Regions from separate parts of the Gossypium arboreum genome. Here region 1 is linked to region 2. A link is a contact called in public Hi-C data. All regions are on one chromosome and are shown on one strand. The core of a region is the stretch at or near the end of the contact, and the rest is flanking DNA. Distances in the headings are between cores, read along the strand shown. Region 1 has its middle 3.5 kb from the start of LOC128293237. Region 2 holds the start of LOC108453493 (fructose-bisphosphate aldolase 3, chloroplastic).

Region 1 (4,733 bases), core at 448-2,947, 180 kb before region 2:
ACCCAACTCTCAATCTCAATAATAGGGTAATAAAACTAAAAAGTTTGCCATTAGGACTTAAATCTTGAGCTGAGTGTGACTTATAATATAAATATCGATTCAATAAAATAGCAGCCAACAATGCCAACTTCACATACACAGACAAACAAACCCCATCACTGCTCACTTTCTCTCTCGTCCATGAGAGAATAATATGAAAACTCCGAGAGCCTTGGAATTCGAGATAGTGGAGTTATTTGCATTCCCCACAAACATGCCCTTAACCCTAGCTTGGAAGGACTATTTCAACATTCTCTTTAACCAAATTATTATACCTTTTCATTTTTATTAAATAATTATATTTATTATATGAATTTATACATTGATAATTCACTGTATATTGCTCATTGTTAAAAAGTTAAATTATGTGCATTGTTTCTAAAAGAAATACTAATAGTAAATAACTGATATTGTTGGTGTATAGATATATTAGTATATTAATAAATGTAAAATCTTAATTTTAAGGTGTAATAATATATATATATATATATATATATATATAAACAAATGTGACACTTATTACATTATTAATCTATTTATTAAGTCTAAAAACTGCACAATATATTAATTAATTATCTTTTAATAATATCATATTTTGTTATTTAATTATTTTTATCTATATTTATCTATACTATTATAAAACTCTTAATTAAATTTGAAATCACAAGCCAAATGACATTAATTCAATCTAACAAAAATTAAAAATTTTAAAATTTAAAATAACTAAATATATTATTAGACGTGTGTATTCTTTTGAATGTTTTATATAATATTTTATTTTTTAATCTCAAACATTTATTTAAGAAAACTTCCTCCTAAAAAACTACTAATTTTTTAAATAACCACCCACTCCATACAACACTACAATTCCCGTAAAATTACAAAGCAATTTTAAAAAATTATGAAATTAAAGTATCTTCCAAATTTATTTTACAATCCACAAAGATAGATCTTTTAAGAGTTTATGTGGTCTCTTCAAACAATATTTTTAATATTCAAATCAAAATCCTCCCTTAAAAATATAATATATTTTATTATAACAGTCATAATTATTTAAAATTTTCTTTCCTTTTTGTTAAATATGATGTCACACGTTTTTCTCCTCTTAACTATTAAGTATAAAGCGTAAAATTTTACCGTGACCCTCATAATGATGTTAAGGTAACTAATCTACCACAGAACATTCAAGGCAAAGAAAAACCAAAAAAAAAAAAAAAAAGCTAAAAGCTAAAAGCTTTGATCTCGCCTTTATATACGACCCACCTTGTCCCCCTATGCATATATCCACACACTCTTTTCCTTACTAAGCTACTTTGCCATATTTGCTTTTTCAGCACAAACTTTCGCTACATATATTTTTCTTTCCATAGCAATTGATTCTAAAAGATGACTGCCGGAAGCACTCAAGGAGTTGCTGATATCTGCTGGGAACATAAGGGAAATGGCGGTAGGAGCTGGTGCCGGTGGCATGACTGCTTGGTTTTTAAATACGGGTGACAGAGAATGGCAAAAGAAACAAACAAGGCTTTGCAATTGTGCTGGCTAGCACCATCGTTGCATTGCGGGGAATTGAGGGTAGCGGTCCGATTTTACTTGACTCTAATCTTAGAACATAACCTTTATTTTTTGTTTCTGCTTTGTTTAATCTCGAGTTATGTACGTTTCTTTTTCTTATTTTCCCTTATTTGAACGTGGGATGTAAGAGATGCATACGAGGTAGCTAGCTTTTGTATAAGGTTTGTACTCAAATTATGGGTTTGGTTTTGGGGTTTGGATAGTTTTGAAAGATAAAAATGCTGCTGGGAATGCATTCCTTACACCTATCATGTAATTTGCTTTCTAATGAGCTGAAACTAAAGATAAAAAGATTATAAATATCAGCGTCTCTTTATTCTATCTATCTTTTGATTGAAAATGTGTTAAGAATCAAATTGGAGCAAATTTCAGGTTTTGCATTTGGTTGAGTTTAGGCCAAATTGCCTGAAAGACATAGTAATAGCAATCCCCCTTTCTGGTTTTCCATCATAATCATTGGCTGATAAAAAAGATGAAGGAAAAAGAAAAAGGGGCATGAGTTTTGGCCTATAAAAGCTTGGTGATTTCTAAGAAAGGAAATGCACGGCAGTGAGACTTGTCCTTTTCATTAAGGGAATCACTAAGCAAAGATGCTTGACTTGACTGCTGCTGTCTTCTTTTTTCAAAAACAAAAATTCTGAAACCCTTTGCAGTGAAGGATTCATTTTCAGACCCTTTCTGTCAATCAGTCAGGGATTCTCCTCAGCCCTGCTTTGGAATTTTGGATTTCAATAGCCTTTCTTCTCAAAGCCCATTTTAGGTCTGCATATAACACTTAAATAAATTAAACCTGTATGGTGTTAAGGCCCATATTTCGGGTGGTATGGTCTTGATGTACTTTGTAAAATTATAAATTTGATCAATTTTAGTTTTTTATTTTTAATTGGTTAATTTTAGTTCTTGTACTCTTCAATTTTTAAAATTTTAATCCTACCCTAAATAGTAGCAATTAATTTTGTTTGGTTAAACTAAAATTACTAGTTGTAGATTTTATCCATATTCTACAATTGGACCATTTTAAGTCCCTGTACTTAGTGAATTTTAAAATTTCAATTTTAACGTAAATGACAATTGTTAGTCCATTAATTTTTTTAGTGAGTAATATGTGAAGATAATAAACTAACATGATATGACACATATGATAATATGTTTGACCCATCAGATTTTAGAAGTAACAAAACTTAATGAATTTAACAATCATAATTTGTTGAGGAATGAAATTTTAAAATTAAAAATTTAAAATTAATTAAATTCACAAGAGTAATAAAAAAAGTTAACGGTATTGATGTCATACTTAAAACTTATCAAACCTGGTGAGTAGTTGTTTTCTAGATTGCCTTCCATTTGTATATTTTCTTTTCTGTGACGTAATTGACTAAGAATTCAGTTAGATGATGGTTTTTTTACCTATATAATATTTTTTAAAAAATATTGAAATGGAATGTTCCAAAAATTATGTACCAAAATTATACATTCAAAGGGGTAGAGGGTGGTGCATAGGCAGCACCACCCTAGATTCTAACAGAATTTAGTTAAAAATAATAATATTTTAGTAGTGGTGTCAAAGTTATAGGCGGCACACTTAGTCCATTCAGGTATATACGCGGTATAAAAATATATAAGGGGTATGAGAGTATGGTGCCTATCTGATAGGCGACACCAGTAACCCCTATCTGATAGGTGGCACTGGTGATGCCTATTTGATAGGCGTCATTGATGGTGCCTATTTGATAGGCGGCACACCTAGCATATTCCTCCCACACTCCCCCATCCAACTCAATTTTAAAGTATCAGTTTAAAAAAAAAATAGCAGAACAAGAGAGGGAGAAGAGAAGAAAAAAAGAAAAGAGAAGAAAGAAAATGTATTATTATTTTTATTGTTATTTTCAAATAGAATAGATTATGATAAGAAAAATTACTTTGTTAGTATTATATAGTTTGTTTAGTGTTACTTTTATGTTTTGTTTTAAGGTTATTTTATTTATTGTGATTTGTTAGTAAGTTTTGTGTCTAGATTAATGGCATGTTTATTGTGAATGTTATGTTTTAAATTTTTTAATATATTTGAAAGTTTTTATGTTAATAACTATTATAAAATAATTGTTAGTTAGTGTAACAACAAGAAAAAATAGATAAATCTGAAAATATTTTTGTCATAGATATTGTTCAAAATGACAATAAATATGATATTGTTAGAAATGGTCTCTTTCATTCATTAATTTTTTTATGTAAGTATTTTTATGCTGTTCGAAATTGTTTTGAGAATTTTTGTTTATTTTTTAACAGATTGAATATTGAAGATGGATAATCAGTTTTTCGAATGCGTTTATTTCGATGGAATCATCTTGACAACAACCGTTGGATGTATATTTAAATGTCAGCAAAAAATAGCAATGATATTTAATAGAAATGTCTCGTTCAATGATATGAAGGAAAGTATTAGCGCAAAAATTGTTAGTCGTTGTGGGAAAAGGATCTCGAAACTTTTTTACAAGTTTCCAGTTTTGACAGATCCCATCAAATTCACCGAAATAAAATTTGTAGACGATGAAGACGTGGAGACAATGACCACTTTTTATTGTGGGAATCGGAGTAATCAAAATGCATCGATTCACTTATTTGCTGAGTTAGCTAGTGTGGAGCCAACTAAAGATTTCACTGAATATGGTGAAGAACATGGAGCTCAAGAACCGTGTATGGTGGCTCCAATATCGTACATTGATAGTGAATCGATTATACGTGGGATCGATATCAGTCTTAATATTGCCCCTGATACTGATGTGGTTGGTGATGATGGATATGATAGTAGTGATCCTTATGATCAAGAGGTCGATAGTGATAGTGATCTCGCTGTGGACGAGGTCCCCGATGATATTGACGACGAAGACGTGAATGACTATAGAAACATTAACATGTCTCTCATAGACCTCGACGCGGCGCACGTAGCCGAGTTCTTGAAGGTAAAATACTACTTGCACACTGGTTGGCCGTAAATTTCGATCCTGATGAGTTGTTCGTAAGCTAAAAATTCGAAAGTAAGGAAGAGTGTGTACTTGCTATTAAGCAGTATAGCATGAATATATCAATGGACTACAAAGTCGCAGTGTCTAAGCCGACAT
Region 2 (4,926 bases), core at 1,536-4,035:
CTTAACATTTCAACAATCTAAACATTTTAAACACATTGGCATCCTTTAGCATACTTTGTAGTATCATATGCAAATCATCATATAAAACCAATGGGTAGTCAATTTATCTATCAAGAACTTATAACACAAATCTTATACAACAATTCAATTGAGTAACATGCAACAACCATTTTATAATCAATTTGAAAACATATGTAATCCAATTCATATTCAATCCATTTCAATAATTCCATTTCCATTAGGTTACATTTTCACCTAAGGGAACATTAGTAAATCGAACTCAGATACACAAGGCTATATTTCCATACAAGCCGACAATGATCAAGGTTGCTCACACAAGCTGACATTTATGAATTTTCTCACATAAGCTAACATCATATTAAGGTTTCAAGTCTAGCCTAAACCAAAGATACATATAAACCGAGAATCCGCAACAAATGTTGGATCTCATATAATCATGTAAATCCCTGATCAATTCCTATTTGACCCTAATAGCAGACCATATGTATCCTAATCTTTTACTAAGTTCACATGAGCATCACTATCGTAATCATATCATTTCAATCCTTGAATCAGTGTACATATTTTATACAAATCCTGTAAACATTCAATATTCATATAGGTACTTCGTACCAATTCATAATAACCACAATTTCATACTTTTACAATTCAGTCCATATGATGCCAAAATCACCAATTTAACATTTATATAAACTGATAAGCAAAATAAACATAATTCAACCTAGCATCAAATAAAATAGTAAGTTCCGTATGAACTTACCAGGTAAAACAACAAATAAAGGAGTTTTTAAGGATTAATCAACAATTTTTGCTTTTCCCCGATTATCTTCGATTTGGTTCATTTATCAATCTATACAATTATTCTATTCAATTTATCGATATCAATCATTTTATAACATCTCCTAATATTCATGAACTAGTCATCTCCTAATATTCATGAACTAGTTAAATTTCATTTTTCGAATGTCTCTAATTTTTTGCATTTTAGTCAATTTAGTCCATAATACCAAAATTGCCACAGTTTTCAATTTTGAACTTTGGTTTCGAACCCTATTTCAATTACATCCTTTTAGGGCCCTTTAATATCTATAATTACAAAAATTTCACATAAAAAATTCAATTTATTAGTTCTTTTTGACAAACTAGTAAATAAACTTTACAATCTAGTCCTTTTTTCACACCTAAGCTTAAAATCTATCAATTTAACATCAGTTTATTTAAGAAATAATCAATGGAAACTTTCAGAAACTTTAAAGTTTTTACAAATTGGTACATAGGCTAGCTAAATCAACTCTTATAACCTCAAAAACATAAAATTGCAAGAAAGTGACTTAAAAATCATACCTAAATAAGGGTCAAATACTAGAGGTTTGTAAATGACTTTCTCTAGGTTTTCTTTGGTGTACATTCGAGAGGAAGAAGAAGAAAAATAAAGATGACAATCACTAAGTTGTCTTTCTTACTTTGATTAAAATTAATTAACCTAGTTTATTTACTTAACCTTAATCAATTTAAGCCTTAAGCATAATTAACCCAAGTGAGTGGACTCTAACATCATCCACCACCGTTTGGCCATTTAGAAATGGTCTAATTACATATCTAGTGCTTTGGCTATTTAAAAATTTATAGCGATAAACTTTTACAATTTAGTCCTTCTACCTTAATTAACTATCAATTCAACAAATGTACTAAACCAAACTTTAATATATTTCCATACTAGCCTCGTAAATATTAAATATTAATATTTACGAACTCGATTTGTGAGAATGAGGTTTCAAAATCGTTGTTTCTGACACCACTAAAAATTGATTTGTTACACATAATAGGGGTTGAATTATTTAATTATTCTTGAAAGCTTATATTGTTGTACGAGTAACTATTTATGTGTAAACTTGAAATATAATACCTAAGATTATTGGTTGAAATCGGGATTTTGTGTGGGATTTTTTCATAGGATCAAGAAATTATAAATAGGTATTTAAAAATAAATTATAAATAAGAGAAAAAAATTAAAGCAAAGAATCGAACTTGCTTGGCGAATTCCATTTTTTCCACTTCTTCTCTTATGGTTAACTAGATGAGAGTTAATCCTCTTAATTTAGGGTTTTAATAGGTAAAGAGATGGTATGGGATGTCTCAAATGATGTTGGTCAACAATGGAGGCGATGATGTTTGTTGGTGGGTTTGATTTAGTTGATCGTAGGAATGCGTATGGTTATTGGTTCTCGGTTTAGGTTAGGTTATGGAGTATATTTATCAAGATTAAGAGTATAGTCTCGAATGGTGGTTAAGATGGAGTTAAGATTGGATCTCTAGGTTTCATTTTGGATAAAGTAGAAAAAAAAAGTCCAAGTTGGAAAAGGGAATAAAGTAATCAAAAGGTTAAAAAAAGATGTAAGATGTATTTAATTATGTGGCATTGATGTGGATAACCCGTCAACATTTAACAATAAAAATGTACCAAGTGTGATTTTCGTTAACCTTTAATGGTTGATAACGATATAGTGATTAAAATGTTACAAAATAATAATATTAATAGTTAAATTATAATAAATTAAAATTAAATAACCAAAACATAAACTTAGTAAGTAACTATTTTTACAGTTTATACAAGATAATAAAAGCTGTAGAAGTATTTTGCAAAATATTAAAGTGAAATGTTAAATTTGAGGGTAAAAGGTCCAAAATGAAAGATAAAGGACAAAGACTGAAAGGGTAAAATCAAAGTGGGCAATGTAGTAAATGTGGGATTATAAAGAACTGTTTGGTAACGCCGCGTGTTTCTGTCTCATCGTAAACATTCAACTCCCCACTTCCGGATTTTCCTAGGCAAAAACAGTATATATAAAAACAACAACCTAAACGTGACCCTAAGCCTCTCCCCACCTAACCCACCTGCCCTTTTCTTTGTAATAATCGAACTCCCCTCCCGTCCTCTTTCCCGATTTGTCTTCTTCATTGCCCCGCCATGGCTTGTGTTAGCTTCGCTAAACTCAACGCGCCGTCATCCTCTTGGATCGGTGGCCAGCAGTCTCTCCCTCAACGCTCCGGATCATCCGCTCGGCTCGCCACTCGCAGAGTCTCACTCCCGATCCGTGCTGGCGCTTACACCGACGAACTCATCAAAACCGCCGTTAGTGTTTTCTTTGTTCTCTTTTATGTTTTGACTAGATTATTTCATATGATTTTTTATTAGAATTTTTTTTTGTTGGCTAAAGATCTATCATTAGTCATGAAATCCAATTAGTGATTCAGTTTTACTTGTAAATCAGTTGCATCTGCAATGAAATAATTATAAAAATATGATTTCGTTATTTTATATATTAGTATTTGTTTTCATATATAAAAATTCTGGTTTTCTGTGTCTTTCCATGACTACAGGAAGCTTTAAGATATTGATGGAATTCCTTTCTAAATACGAAGTTTGATTTATGACTCCTTTAACTAGGGACATTATAGCTGTTCTTTTTCATTGATGCTTGATGGAGACATGGAGATTTAAAATTTTAAATAGCCGGCTGCAGCACAATATTACTTTCGTTATTTACTGCAATTAATCGCAACAATATTTATTACGTTTGAAACTGTGACCGATTTGCAATCATAATTTGAATCGATGAATGGAGAATTATATGAGAGAATTTTTGGGTTGGCGAAGTTGCCTGATGAAAGGAAACTGTGATAAATTGTTTTTTATTTGTTTCTTTCTATGGTGTAGAAAACTATTGCTTCACCTGGTCGTGGAATACTGGCAATTGATGAATCGAATGCAACATGTGGGAAGAGATTATCTTCTATTGGCTTAGACAATACTGAACCCAACCGCCAGGCTTACAGACAGCTTCTGCTCACAACTCCTGGCCTCGGAGAATATATTTCCGGTGCCATTCTTTTCGAGGAAACACTTTACCAGTCAACTACAGATGGGAAGAAGTTTGTTGATGTCTTGCACGACCAGAAAATCGTACCTGGCATCAAAGTAGATAAGGTGACACTACTGAATTTCTACATTTATATGCGTGTGAATTTCTTTTGATGGTACTCATTAACTCAATCTTTTATATTCACGTGTTTTAGGGTTTGGTTCCTCTACCTGGATCAAACAATGAATCTTGGTGCCAAGGCTTGGATGGATTGTCATCAAGATCTGCCGAGTACTACAAACAAGGTGCTCGATTTGCCAAGTGGTAAGTCAATTTTATGTAGTTAACTTGTGCCTTATGAAGTTTAAGTTGAAGTTCTGATTGGTTTATAACACCTTTATATATATATATACACACATACATACATACATGTATATTACATTTCTCATTCACGAAATGTTATACTGTTAAATTACTCAGGAGAACGGTAGTTAGCATTCCTTGTGGTCCTTCTTCTCTGGCTGTTAAGGAAGCTGCATGGGGACTTGCACGTTATGCTGCCATTTCTCAGGTATTGTATCACATTTTATCAGTTTCTTATAACTTGCTAAACCAATTGCAAGGCTTGTTATTTCCCTACTCAACTTTGAAGTTTTTGGAATTCTAGAAACCAGTTTGCTTCATTCTGTGAATGGCAATTAGATTAATTTTCTATTGCCTAGTCAAATTTTGACATGAGTTATGTGTTGGCTACTTTTGCCGGTACATGCTCTTATTTTATATTGTAGTTGGTTTGTGTATCGAGCTCAATTGTATATTAATGTGAATTAATACCCAGGACAATGGTCTTGTGCCAGTAGTGGAACCCGAGATTCTTCTGGATGGTGATCACCCTATTGAGAGGACTCTTGAAGTAGCTGAGAAAGTTTGGGCAGAAGTCTTCTACTACTTGGCTGAGAACAATGTTATATTTGAGGGCATCTTACTCAAGCCCAGTATGGTAACCCCAGGAGCTGAACACAAGGAGAGGGCTAATCCTGAG

Evidence for each region. A called contact is a pair of places that touch in the nucleus more often than the background predicts.
Region 1: a Hi-C map of leaf shows a contact between it and region 2, with 5 times the contacts expected there. The contact joins the enhancer-like site here to the promoter of LOC108453493 in region 2. A contact is called at or near these places in 3 of 5 Hi-C or Micro-C datasets (all in leaf).

Annotation. Positions count from the first base shown.
Region 1 is chr5:65,765,950-65,770,682 of ASM2569848v2, reverse strand. No RefSeq gene overlaps it. Among protein-coding and RNA genes, the nearest start is that of LOC128293237, 3.5 kb to the left of the region's middle. Within about 2 kb of position 1,697, at least 2 of the 2 cell types and tissues checked have an H3K27ac peak or open chromatin away from gene starts, as enhancers often do. A contact at or near this core is called in leaf, where this site is marked.
Region 2 is chr5:65,590,195-65,595,120 of ASM2569848v2, reverse strand. It overlaps LOC108453493 (fructose-bisphosphate aldolase 3, chloroplastic), which reads left to right and starts at 2,785. Exons shown (of 6, transcript XM_017751619.2): 1 at 2,785-3,154; 2 at 3,740-4,009; 3 at 4,099-4,208; 4 at 4,365-4,455; 5 at 4,723-4,926. The coding sequence starts at 2,990.